2 separate regions of the Arachis hypogaea genome follow, and region 2 is linked to region 1. The links are chromatin contacts, called in public Hi-C maps. All regions are on one chromosome and are shown on one strand. Each heading gives the region's core, a stretch centred on a gene start, on an enhancer-like site or on the middle of the called end of the contact. The rest is flanking DNA. Distances are from core to core; before and after follow the strand shown.

What was found. Hi-C and Micro-C count contacts between places; a contact is called where the count stands out from the background.
Region 2: a Hi-C map of leaf shows a contact between it and region 1, with 2.4 times the contacts expected there. The contact joins the promoter of LOC112696493 here to the promoter of LOC112696492 in region 1. A contact is called at or near these places in 2 of 8 Hi-C or Micro-C datasets (both in leaf).

What each region holds. Positions count from the first base shown.
Region 1 is chr6:25,149,932-25,155,293 of arahy.Tifrunner.gnm2.J5K5, reverse strand. LOC112696492 (adenylate kinase 1, chloroplastic) reads right to left here and starts at 2,061. Exons shown (of 4, transcript XM_025749290.3): 1 at 1,444-2,061. The coding sequence starts at 1,743.
Region 2 is chr6:25,663,493-25,669,457 of arahy.Tifrunner.gnm2.J5K5, reverse strand. It overlaps LOC112696493 (WRKY transcription factor 44), which reads right to left and starts at 2,782. Exons shown (of 7, transcript XM_025749293.3): 1 at 2,515-2,782; 2 at 2,279-2,397.

The DNA.
Region 1 (5,362 bases), core at 812-3,311:
TTATAACTTAATCATATGCCCTAAGGGGACATGTTAGATGTTAGCTAAACCCTTAATTTGGAAAAAAAAAAAAAATATGCCCTAATAATTAGTTCTCAAAACCATTTCACCTTCCATTCACCCTTGTCAGCTCTAAATGAACAGATAAAAATTAGGGCACACTATGACCTCTTGAAGTACCATTAATAAGCATCATTAAAAGCTCAAAAGAATCAACATTCGTCAATATCTACAATTTCAAATACTTAGTGACTTTAAAAATGTTTAAAAAAAAAAAAGATGCTTAGACATCAATAATAAAAGATTGACATTATAATAAAGCTTTCCACTATTGGTTGTGGTAATCATCACCGAGATCTGTACTAATGGAGCATGACGAAGAGGGAGAAGGCATCATCAAGGGTGGATGTAGCACCAAACAAACAAGGCCATAAATAGAGAGCGAGGAGGAGGAGGAGGAAAGGAGTGAAATCACATACAAGAACACGTGAGAGAGAAAAACAGAGGAAAATTGAACAGGTTCTAAAAATAGACAGTATTTAAAGAGGATTTTCTTTAAAAATAAAAAAAAAGACCTTGATAGAAACTGGTTTTAATAAATACAGAGATTAGTTTTAAAATTGTTTTTGAAAAGCAGGTTTTTTAAAGTATAGGTATGGTTAGGATCAATTCGCTGGAGCTGTGTTTTTTTTTTTCTTTTTGTTTTTAAACAGACAATCAAGACATCAATAATTTGGTTCAGCGAAATGTTGAAACTCCCCGAAATTCAACCTTCGAAAAATCCCCATATAAACCCAGTAAAATAAATTCCACATGCAATCAAAAGAACAGAATATGCTACACTTGTAGAAAAAGAGAACGCAAGAACCTCAATAATTAAATTGTTTAAGTAACCGAGGACGGCCAAATCCAAATTTAGATGGATACTGCACAGATTATCATGAAAAAAAATAAAAAATAAAAAACATCAACGATAAGTGGCAAATTATGGCACAAATAATCACCCTTAAGATTATCTACAATCAGAAGAGTTTGAGAATTTTCAACTCCAACAACCAGATTAAGAATTAAGATCCAGTTCCAGCTAAAGCTACGTCCAACAAAAGTCTATAGATTCAAGCTCTCAAAATCAATGTTTTTTTTCTTCTTTCCTACACAGATGTCAACCCCATAATAACAATCCTGTACTACAGGATCATACGATTGCATCACTACATCTATCCATACAGCTTATCAGACACAGAAGGTACACATTTTTAATATCACTTCACAAGGAATACTATCCAGATATGCGACATCACAAGTATAAAATTGATAACACTACGCCATTAACACTTCAAAATTTCAACTCAACCAAAATCATGTAACATAAAGGTAAATTTTTCCGTCAAATTTAAAAATATTAGGAAGAGGTTAAAAAGTAAAAAGAAGGGTTTAGGGAACCTGAGAGGAAAGGGGGCCTTTGGAGGCGAGCTCGTGGCGGACGAGATCGCCGGTGGCGATGTGAGGGACGCCGATGAGGTTGCAGAGGCGGCTGGCGTAGGTGCCCTTTCCGACGCCGGGGCACCCAAGGAACACCCACTGCACATTCCTGTCTTTCGGATCCTTGCGCTGCGGGGCGTGGAAGTCATCCTGCGGCGGCGCGTGGGAGCTGGATTCGGAACAGAAGAGCCTTCTTGCCGCGGTGGAAGAGACGAAGAGGGAAGGGGAGGCGCGCTTCACGAGGCGGGTTATGGCCGCCATTGGAACGAATCTGAGGAAAGCCTAAAGCAAAGCAAAGCAAAGCAAAGCGAAGAAGAAGAAATACCTTTTAACGGTAATTGGTATGGGGATTGCACGCCCCCTGATTATTTATTAAAATATTATTTTCTAACGAAATTGTTTCTATTATTTTGGAAACCTCTTTAATTTGTTCCGATTTATATTTTATTGGTGTTGGCCTTTAGAAAATTGAAGCTATAATCACCGTGTGTTGGCACTTGGCAGTGTTGCTTAAGTATGGCTTCTTTTTATTTAGTTAAAAAAAAAAACTGGCATTGTTATTACGTGAACATAATATGCAATTTTTTCTGAGTTGTAAGTTGTAACATCAATTGAATTTGTTACCATTTACCAATAATGTTTTGGGGTCAAAATTTAGAAGTCAAACGGAGTTATAATTTTTTTTCCTTTTGTTCGTATTTATTAATTATAATAAAGCTCTGCATCCAAGTTATTTAATCAATTAAATTTAACTAAGTTGTTCTAACTTAATTCAGCTACATGTGTCGTTATCTCTAACTAACTTTTGAGAGATCACGACATTATATATAGCTCTTTTTTATGCGAATTTCGGTTTTTTTTCTAAGCATTTTTTGTGTTCTCTTCTTTTTCTGCGTTTTCTTTCTTTTCTGCATTCTTTTCATTTTTTGTGTTTTTTTTATTCATGATCAATGCTCTTTGATCTTATTTGAAGATTTGGAACAGTTTTTTTTTTAAATCAAGCAGTGAAATCAAATTTAAACAGATATTTTGTTTTTGAAGACAATGAATAATACAAGTTCAAACTGTCAGTTGAACCATGGCGAATTGGATTATTTTTTTGAAACGAATTAAGTGGATGAGGTTTGGTTCGATCTTAGTTAATGTTCTTCATTAGTAGTTGATGCTCCTGTAGTTGAATAATTTCATTTTTGTTTGTAAAAATTGGTATTCATGCTTGGACGTTTGAATTTAAATATAATGTAGGAGTTTTGAATTGTTATTTCGCTGAATCTGCTTCATTTCTAATTTCGGTGCATTTGGAAAGACATTTTGGTTTAATCTGAAACTTTTTTTTGGTTTTTTTTAGTTTCTTTGTGATGTTGATGGGTAGTTTGTGCCAAAAGTTGGGATGATTTTTAATGCACTTGAAAAGTTGAAAAACTCTATAAAGATTATTCTAAACTTGCAGGTTTTTCTACGAAAATTTATAACACAAATAAGAAGAAAAATAAAATTAAGAACCAATTGATTACATGTAGCATAGAGGGTAAATGGAAATCAAACATATTTCCAACTCAGAAGATAAATTCCTTAGCTGGATTAAATTATCCTATAAGAATTTATATACATATATTGAAGGACGTTGGTGTTTAGATTATTTTAAAAGTTGTTTTGATATCATTCACATCCGTATTGTCCAAATCAAGCAGAGATGCTTAAACAACACAGGTTGTTAATCATGTTTGTACGCCGTACGATTGAGAATAATGATGAAGTTGGAATTAGACCAACCAAAATATATCAATCATTTGTGACACAGCAGGGTGTTTTCGTAAATTAAGTTTTATTAAAAAAGATGTGAGAAATTACATTATGAGGGAAGTCCGTAATATTTTCGAACTAGACCATGCCAAAGAATTTGAAAAATACTTATTAAGAATGAAAGAGAAGAATCAGAATTTTTTGTTCGAGCTTGAACATAAATTTGATCACTCAATCAAAATCATTTTTTGGGCTAACGCAAGAAGCAGAGTTGCCTATGAGTATTTTGAAGATGTTATTTCATTCGATACCACTGACAATACAAATAGGTAATTTATTGTTCTGATTTATGTGTTTTGTGAAACAACTTTCGGTGCATATGAGACTCTACTTTTGGTGCATATGATCTTTTGTTTATGTGTGGTTGATTTAGATATAATTTGGTTTTTGGTTCTTTTGTTGGTGTCAATCACCATAGTCATTCTACACTTATAGGATGTGCTTTGATGAAAAACGAAGATATTCAATCATTCAAATAGTTTGAATGTTAGCTTCGTTGTATGAGAAGAAAGGCTCCAAAAGACGTTCTTACCGATCAATGTGCATCAATGCAAAAGGCTATTGAGAGTTGTATGCTCACAACTATTCACATGTGGTGTATTTGGCATATTATGAAAAAGATTCTACATAAATTAAACGGCTACAACATACACAAAAAAAATTGAATAAGAAATGAGTCATGTTGTTTGGAACTCTTTTACAAAAGATGTATTTGGTAGAAATTGGAATGAATTTCTTATGAAGTATGGTGTTGAAGACAACAAGTGATTTTTAAGTAAGGGTGTCTTTATTAGAATGAACTAAATGTTGTTATTTTTAGTGTTTGGATATTTATCTGTTTTGCTTGTGTAATAGAGGTGCCAACCTATTAATTTTTTGTTCATTTCGTTTCTGATTCATGTATTTTATCATTTTTTTCATAACTTTTCGAATATCGTCATTTATGGGTCCTAGTTTATCTTGATCACTACTTCTACACCTGAATGAGAAACACACAAAGGAGCGAGAGCATGCATGCGTTTTTTGATAAATTTATTACACGCAACAGCTTACTGATCCAATTCATCAAACAATATGATAATTTCCTAGGAAGTAGAGAGCAAAATGAGAGAGAGAGAGAGAGAGAGAGAGAGATGTTGTAGATTTTTATACTGTCATACTATGTGCAACAAATTAAAACCATCAAATAGAAGCTCAATTTAGCATGTGTATACTCACGAGAAATTCAAGAAAGTTCAAGCACAATTTAAAGGAATGATGAATTGCATCACATCACAAGATCAACACATTTTTCTCTAGGTTTTACAGCATATGAAGTTGTAGAACTTATTTCAAATTCAACATTTAATAAGTTTAAGGTTACATACGATGCGATATCATGGGAAGTAAAATACCAGTGCTTATTATTCGAGTCAAGAGGGATATTGTGCCGTCATTCTCTGAGCGTGTTAGGCTTTGAGCGAGTAGATAAAGTGGCACTAAGATATATATTGGAACGACAGAATAAGAACGTAAAGAGAAGACGCACACATATCAAGAGCAACCATGACTAGCCTTTATTGGAGCCAAAAAGCAAGAGATTTGATGATTTAGTATTTTGGTCACAGAATATTTGTGAATTTGCATCAAAATTTGAGGAGTTGACAACGATTTAGTATTGTGCTTATGATAACATGATGGTTGAGATGCAGGAATATAAAACCAACAGTAAAGGAAAATGTTTGTTTTCATACGAAGATGCTTCCTTGGATGATATCAATGACCTTCAAAACCCGCCTCACGTGAGAATAAGAGGACGTCCCAAAAATAGATTGGAATCAATACCAAAAAATAGATTATAAATGCATCAAACATAAAGAAAAAAAAGCTTTAACAATGGTAAAATTGATGTGCTTTAATTAGGTAAAATTGTCTCTATGCATGTTAATGGTTGTGCTAATATATGATTTATTTTTGTAGTTAAACCTTTTAGATGGTGGATCAATGATGCAATCAAATTTCACCATTTATCAAAGACAAATTATGAATTATCATTCAAGATTAAAGGGAATAAGATACTTTTCTCGGTGTTTTTTGG
Region 2 (5,965 bases), core at 1,533-4,032, 510 kb before region 1:
ACTGCATTTAGCTACAAGAAGATCATCAATTAGGTTTTTGTATGGAGAAACATGGCAATGATTATGGATGGTTTTGTGAGGAATATATTGTGGAACAAAAATTTTACTAGTAAACCAAATATTCATTTATTGTGTATAAATACATATCTTATTTTACATCACTTTTTATGTGTATTTTTATATTCTGATATGTATTTTGTACAAAAAATTATTATCAAGAGTTAACATGCATCCAATCATTATTATTTTAAGAGTATCCAATCATTTCTCTAATAAAATACTTCAATAGAAAAATCTTTTGTTATATATATCTACACATTATTTATGGTATTCTATTTTCTCGATAATACTCTATCCTACTCAATAGTAGAATTAAGGAATAAAATGTCATATCAGTTGTTCAATTCACAGATTCTGAGACTTGAGAGACGGCTAATGAAGCAATCCCAAGAGAGCTATCAATCATTCATTCTACCCTAACTAGGCTTAACCACGCAACAACACCATTCATTTTCGCAGCAATAAGAAATTAAATGTCCGTACAGGCATTTTCATTGAAAAGTTTGAAGAATGAAAAGAAAATTCTGATAATTTTATACATATCAGATATTCAGAAATCAAATAGAGGCACCAGCACCGACAAAACAATCCATCTATTTTGCTGGTCGCCCACTTTTAATTAATTTTCGATTAATTATTGTAACCTAAACTCTAAATAAAAACTGATGAAATTGGCCCACATACTCCTACACCAAAAAAAAGTGACTGTCTAATACTCACAAACTTAATCAGTATATATAATCTCTAGCATTGAAATCCATTCCTCATAATCACAAAGGAAAAAGATTAGGCTAAAGTAAAGAGATTAGTAAAATAAAAGTTTAATTAATATTGAATTTTAAAAAATTATTTAAAGTGAAAAATTAATAAAATAATGAAATAAAAAGTTAATTATAATTATATTTATAATTTTTTGTCATACATAAATTCTACTACTTTAATTCAAAAGTGATTGTACTTTTATTTTTTTTTACTTCAATAATTTTTTTATTTTAGAAAAATTTTATCTTTGAATTTTTTATTTTTTTTTATGTGAGTTTCGTTATTTTAATTCAAAGATGATTAAATACTCATTTTTTTTACTTTACTAACTTTTTTATTTTAAAAGAGTTTAATTCAATCAAAAACTCATTTATTCTTAATTTAAAGATAATTAAACACTCACTTTTTACTTTACTAATCTCTTAATTTTAAAAATGTTTGATCCCTTATTATAAATTAGAAGAAATGTTGTCCCAAATTATTATAACAGAAATAGTTGCGAAGAAATTGCTAACATTAATATAACATTGCTTCCCTCACTATGATTATAATAATATCTACTTTATTTCTACTATATATAATGAGGATAAGAGGGAGAGTTTGTGTATACTTTTTTTCCTTAAAATGTCCTTCCTCATATTATATATATAATTGTTAACTCAAAAAATTAAATTCATAATCTTTTAGTTTTAGTGTAACATAAGTTTTAAGACTTAACTAAGTAAAAAAATTAATTTTAGTTCATAAAATACGTGATTTTTCTTTACCCACACGCGTTATAAAGAGTATTGGTTCTTCGTATTTTTATATGGTATCATAATTATCCTCTAATTAAATATTTAGTTTGCCTACCCTTTTTTAATATATTTAGTTAGTACATATTCTTTCACTCTGTGTGTGTGAGAGAGAGAGAGACTCACTCTCTCTAATTAAGATTTTTTTTATTATACTATTCAAAAGTAGCTAAAAATAATAATCTTCTTCTAATACAAAAGAAAAAAAATAATATATATATATGAATTTTATGATGTTTATTATTTGGTCTTTAATTTTTATTTAACTTATTTTTTATGATAAATTTTAAATATTTAATATTAATTTTTAAATTTTTTAGTAAATTAGACACAACTTTTACACATCATAGCAATCAAAAAATATATATAAACGAGGAATGTGTATGCACAAAAGTGGATATATAAAAAATCATTTGTCAATACAAATGTAATGAACCATATATTTGAGGTGATGAGCATAAAAACCCAGACAATAACCTAACAAAGAAAAGCACGCAAACGATCGATATAGTACGAAAAAGCAGCTCCAATATCTGAGTTCTTAATTTACTAGATTTCATGGTATTATATATGGTTATGCCTTCTGAGGAAAGTTATAAGTAACACATATTATGGTAATTAAGATAATAAATTAAGAAGAATAAAGAGAATTAAGAACTAACCAGATATCCAAGACCACCACCAATTGAAGCAACATATATATACTCTAAGCTAAAGAGAACCATATAATTCTGTGTCTTCAATCTTTTTCCCAATACAAACCCTGAGTTTAACCCCTTTCCTGCATTTCAACGAAATTAAATGTCAGATAAAAAGGGAAATGCAAATATAATAAATAATAAACCTAATAATAAGTTCCTAACTAAAACGCATCATGAAGGGAAAGATTGAAATTTACTTCGGATTCGAGCGTTTCATCAACGATAACATTAAACAGTGACCTTATTTTTTATGTACATATATATATATGCGTGGTGCTTTATACATATAGATATGGAATGAAGGGGGAAAAAAGAAAGAAGCTAAATGAAAGAGGGAGGGAGATAGGAGGGAATGTCACTGGGTTTTGTTCCTAAAAGATAAAGTTCTGAACCTAATAAACGACAGTGTTGCTCTTTTAAACATTTAATAAAATCAAACTAGATGTTTGTGAAGTATATATATACACACACAAAAATGTAACATATACGCTATATAAATAAATCACTACATAGATTTGTATATATTTTTACATATTAATTTATATATTTTTTAAATAAATAAAAAATTATTAGAATAATCAAAACATATCATACAATAGAATAACCAAACTTCGATTACATGAATAATCAAATTTATTTATAACAGTGTCATAAATAATTTTTATGAGCTATATCTCAAATTTCATAATTTTTCGATCTTTATCTAAAAATTTTAGATTTGAATCTTGCTTCTAATTTAAAAAGAAAAATATTTTATAATAACAGTAAAATACACTTTAACAGAAAACTACCATTTTGATACTCCAAAAAAACTTTAGATTTTACAAAATGGATCTTAAAAAAGAAAAATTATGAAGAATCATGCTCTATAAAAGTTTTAGCATTCAAATTTCAATGCAATTTTTTTCTCAAGTTTACTTAAAAAAAAAATTATGTACTTTCATCTTTTTAGATTTGGTCATTTTGTTTAAGTGATTTTTTCTACATTTGTTTCATGTGAATGGCACAAAATTGAAAACAAAACGTCTAGAAGATATTTTGACTCATTTTGTATATATACCTTCTAAATTATACAAGTACTAAAAAAATTAGATGAAGGTGAGAGAATGTTTATTAGTGCATAAGTTTGTCATGAAGGATTAAGTTTCTCCGAAGTGAGTAAAAGAGTTAGAAAGTAAAATTTTAGTCTTCTTTTAATTAAAATAGTAAAACAAATTATAAACTTACATATATATTAAAAATTTAAATTAAATCCCATAAAAAAATTAAATTAAATATTGATTCAATTTTCACTTTTTTTAATTGAGTAAACTATTATTTTGACCTAAAAATTTTAATTTTTGGTAAAATAACACTTTAAAAAATGATTTTTTTTATCCTCACCTTAGTTTGAAAAATACACCAATTATAGAAAAATATAAATGAAAAAGAACTCTTAACACAATTTTTTGTAAGTTTATTTGGTAAAACGAGATATTTTCATAATCCAAATTTAGATTTTTGGCTTTTTCTTGAATAAAGAACACAATAATTTTAGAAAAAATCATTTAAAAATAAATTTTTCAATTTTTTATATATAATTTTTAGATTTTTTTAGAATCAAAATGATAATTTATTTATTTATTTTTATCCTATTAAAATTCTAGAAGAAGATAAGAGTGGTATTTTAGATTGAGAAGTAAGGCTGGAAGTGAGTCGAGTTAAGTCGAGTTAAACCAAGCTCAAGTTTGGCTCCTAAAAATTGAGTTTGGCTAATAGCTCGACTCATTAACAACCGAGCCTATTTTTTAAGCTCAAGTTTGACTTACCGAAAGCTTATGCGTTGGCTCGAACTAACGAGCGAGTTTGCTCAAATAATAAGAACATGATCTATAATTTTATATCAATAAATTATAACTTATATGTTTTAAAAATATTTAAAAAGATTAATTTTATATATTATTTATCTATTAATAAATTATAAATTTTTTATTTATGACCTACATTAAAATTATATATAAAAAATAAATATAAAATTTTAAATAATTAAGATTATTAATATATATTACTATTTTATATATATCTATATAATATTAAAAGTATAAACTAAATGCATATAGAATATGTGTATTAATAATTTTATATATATAATCGAACTAATTTACGAATTAATAAGTTGAGCTTATCTAAACTCAAACTCAATTTATTTAATTTATAAATTCAATTCTAAGTTTAAATTTGACTCGTCAGTTTATAAATTTAACTGATTAAACTATTAATAAGTCATATTTAAACTAGGTCATGCTTGTCTCATTTTCAAGGGAGGGAAACGGGTATTGAGAAACAGGAAAGGTAAGAAGAGGCAATGAGATTGGAAGTGGCGGATGGGAATATGGAGGGAGAGCGAGGAGTAAGGAGTGAGAAGCAATCCCAAGAAGTGTTGTACGGCCAACTAACTGTCTGAGTGGTGAGCGTAGTTGCTTCTTGTTTGACCATTCGCTATGCTTCGTTTATAATAATGTGGTCACGATGACTATCGCCTTTCTAGTGGGACAACCCCCCTCTTCTCTCTTCCAATCAATTTCCATACCAACTCCTGTCTTACTTTGACTCCTCTACATATGGACTCACATGAATTCTTCTACTATCATTTTTTTAATTTAATTATTTTATTAATTTTTATAATTTTATTAAATTTATAATTAAATTTTATATTTTTTAATTAAATTTTTATACTATTTTTGTACTATTATAAAAAAACGATAAAATCGCATCTCAAGTAATTTAGATATGTGAGAAGATGACTGACAGAATATTCAGTCAGGAAGATAGATGAGATAGAAAATAGACAAGAGGTGAAAGATAAAAGAATATTTAGGAAAATCATCCATGAAGTAGTCAAACGAGATTTACATGTAAACGGTCTCCCTATAAACATAATGCATGATACGGTCTCCCTATAAACATAATGCATGATAGAAGTCAATAACGTCATTTGATCCACATAACGATCCCACCAAGTAGAACAAGGCTTTGTTGTTGTTAACTTGTTATTGTATACTATTTTTAATTTTATAATTAAGTATTTATCAGTATAAAAAATATTAGAATTAAGATAATATTTTTTTATAAATTAAAAATACTCAATTAAAAAATAAATTAGATATTTGACAATATATTTTTGAAAAGAAATATTCTGTTAATTTAAACATTTTTATACGAAAAATTTAATTAATAAATTAAAAATAATGTAAGAACTCAATTGAAAGGAAAAAAATATAGAAATTTAATTACAAATCTAGTAAAAATATAACAACTAACAAAATCATTAAATCTAATTTTTTTAATGTTTTATTAATAAAAATTCAACATATATTTCTTAAAATTTTTACTTATTATTAACTTGGTAATTTTATAAACCTTTTAAAAAAGATCTAATGAGAAATTAGAGGAAATTAAATTTTGGTTTGTCAACATTAGCCAACTTTAATATTTATGTTTATAAGTTATGATCCAGAATTTAAGATGAATAAAATTATTTTTAAAAAATTAATTAAAGTTGGCTGAAAAGATGAGCTACTTAACATTATATATACCTAATGAGAAAGTATAAAGAGACAATGATATTAGTGTACAATATATACAATAAAAAAATAATTTAAATGATAA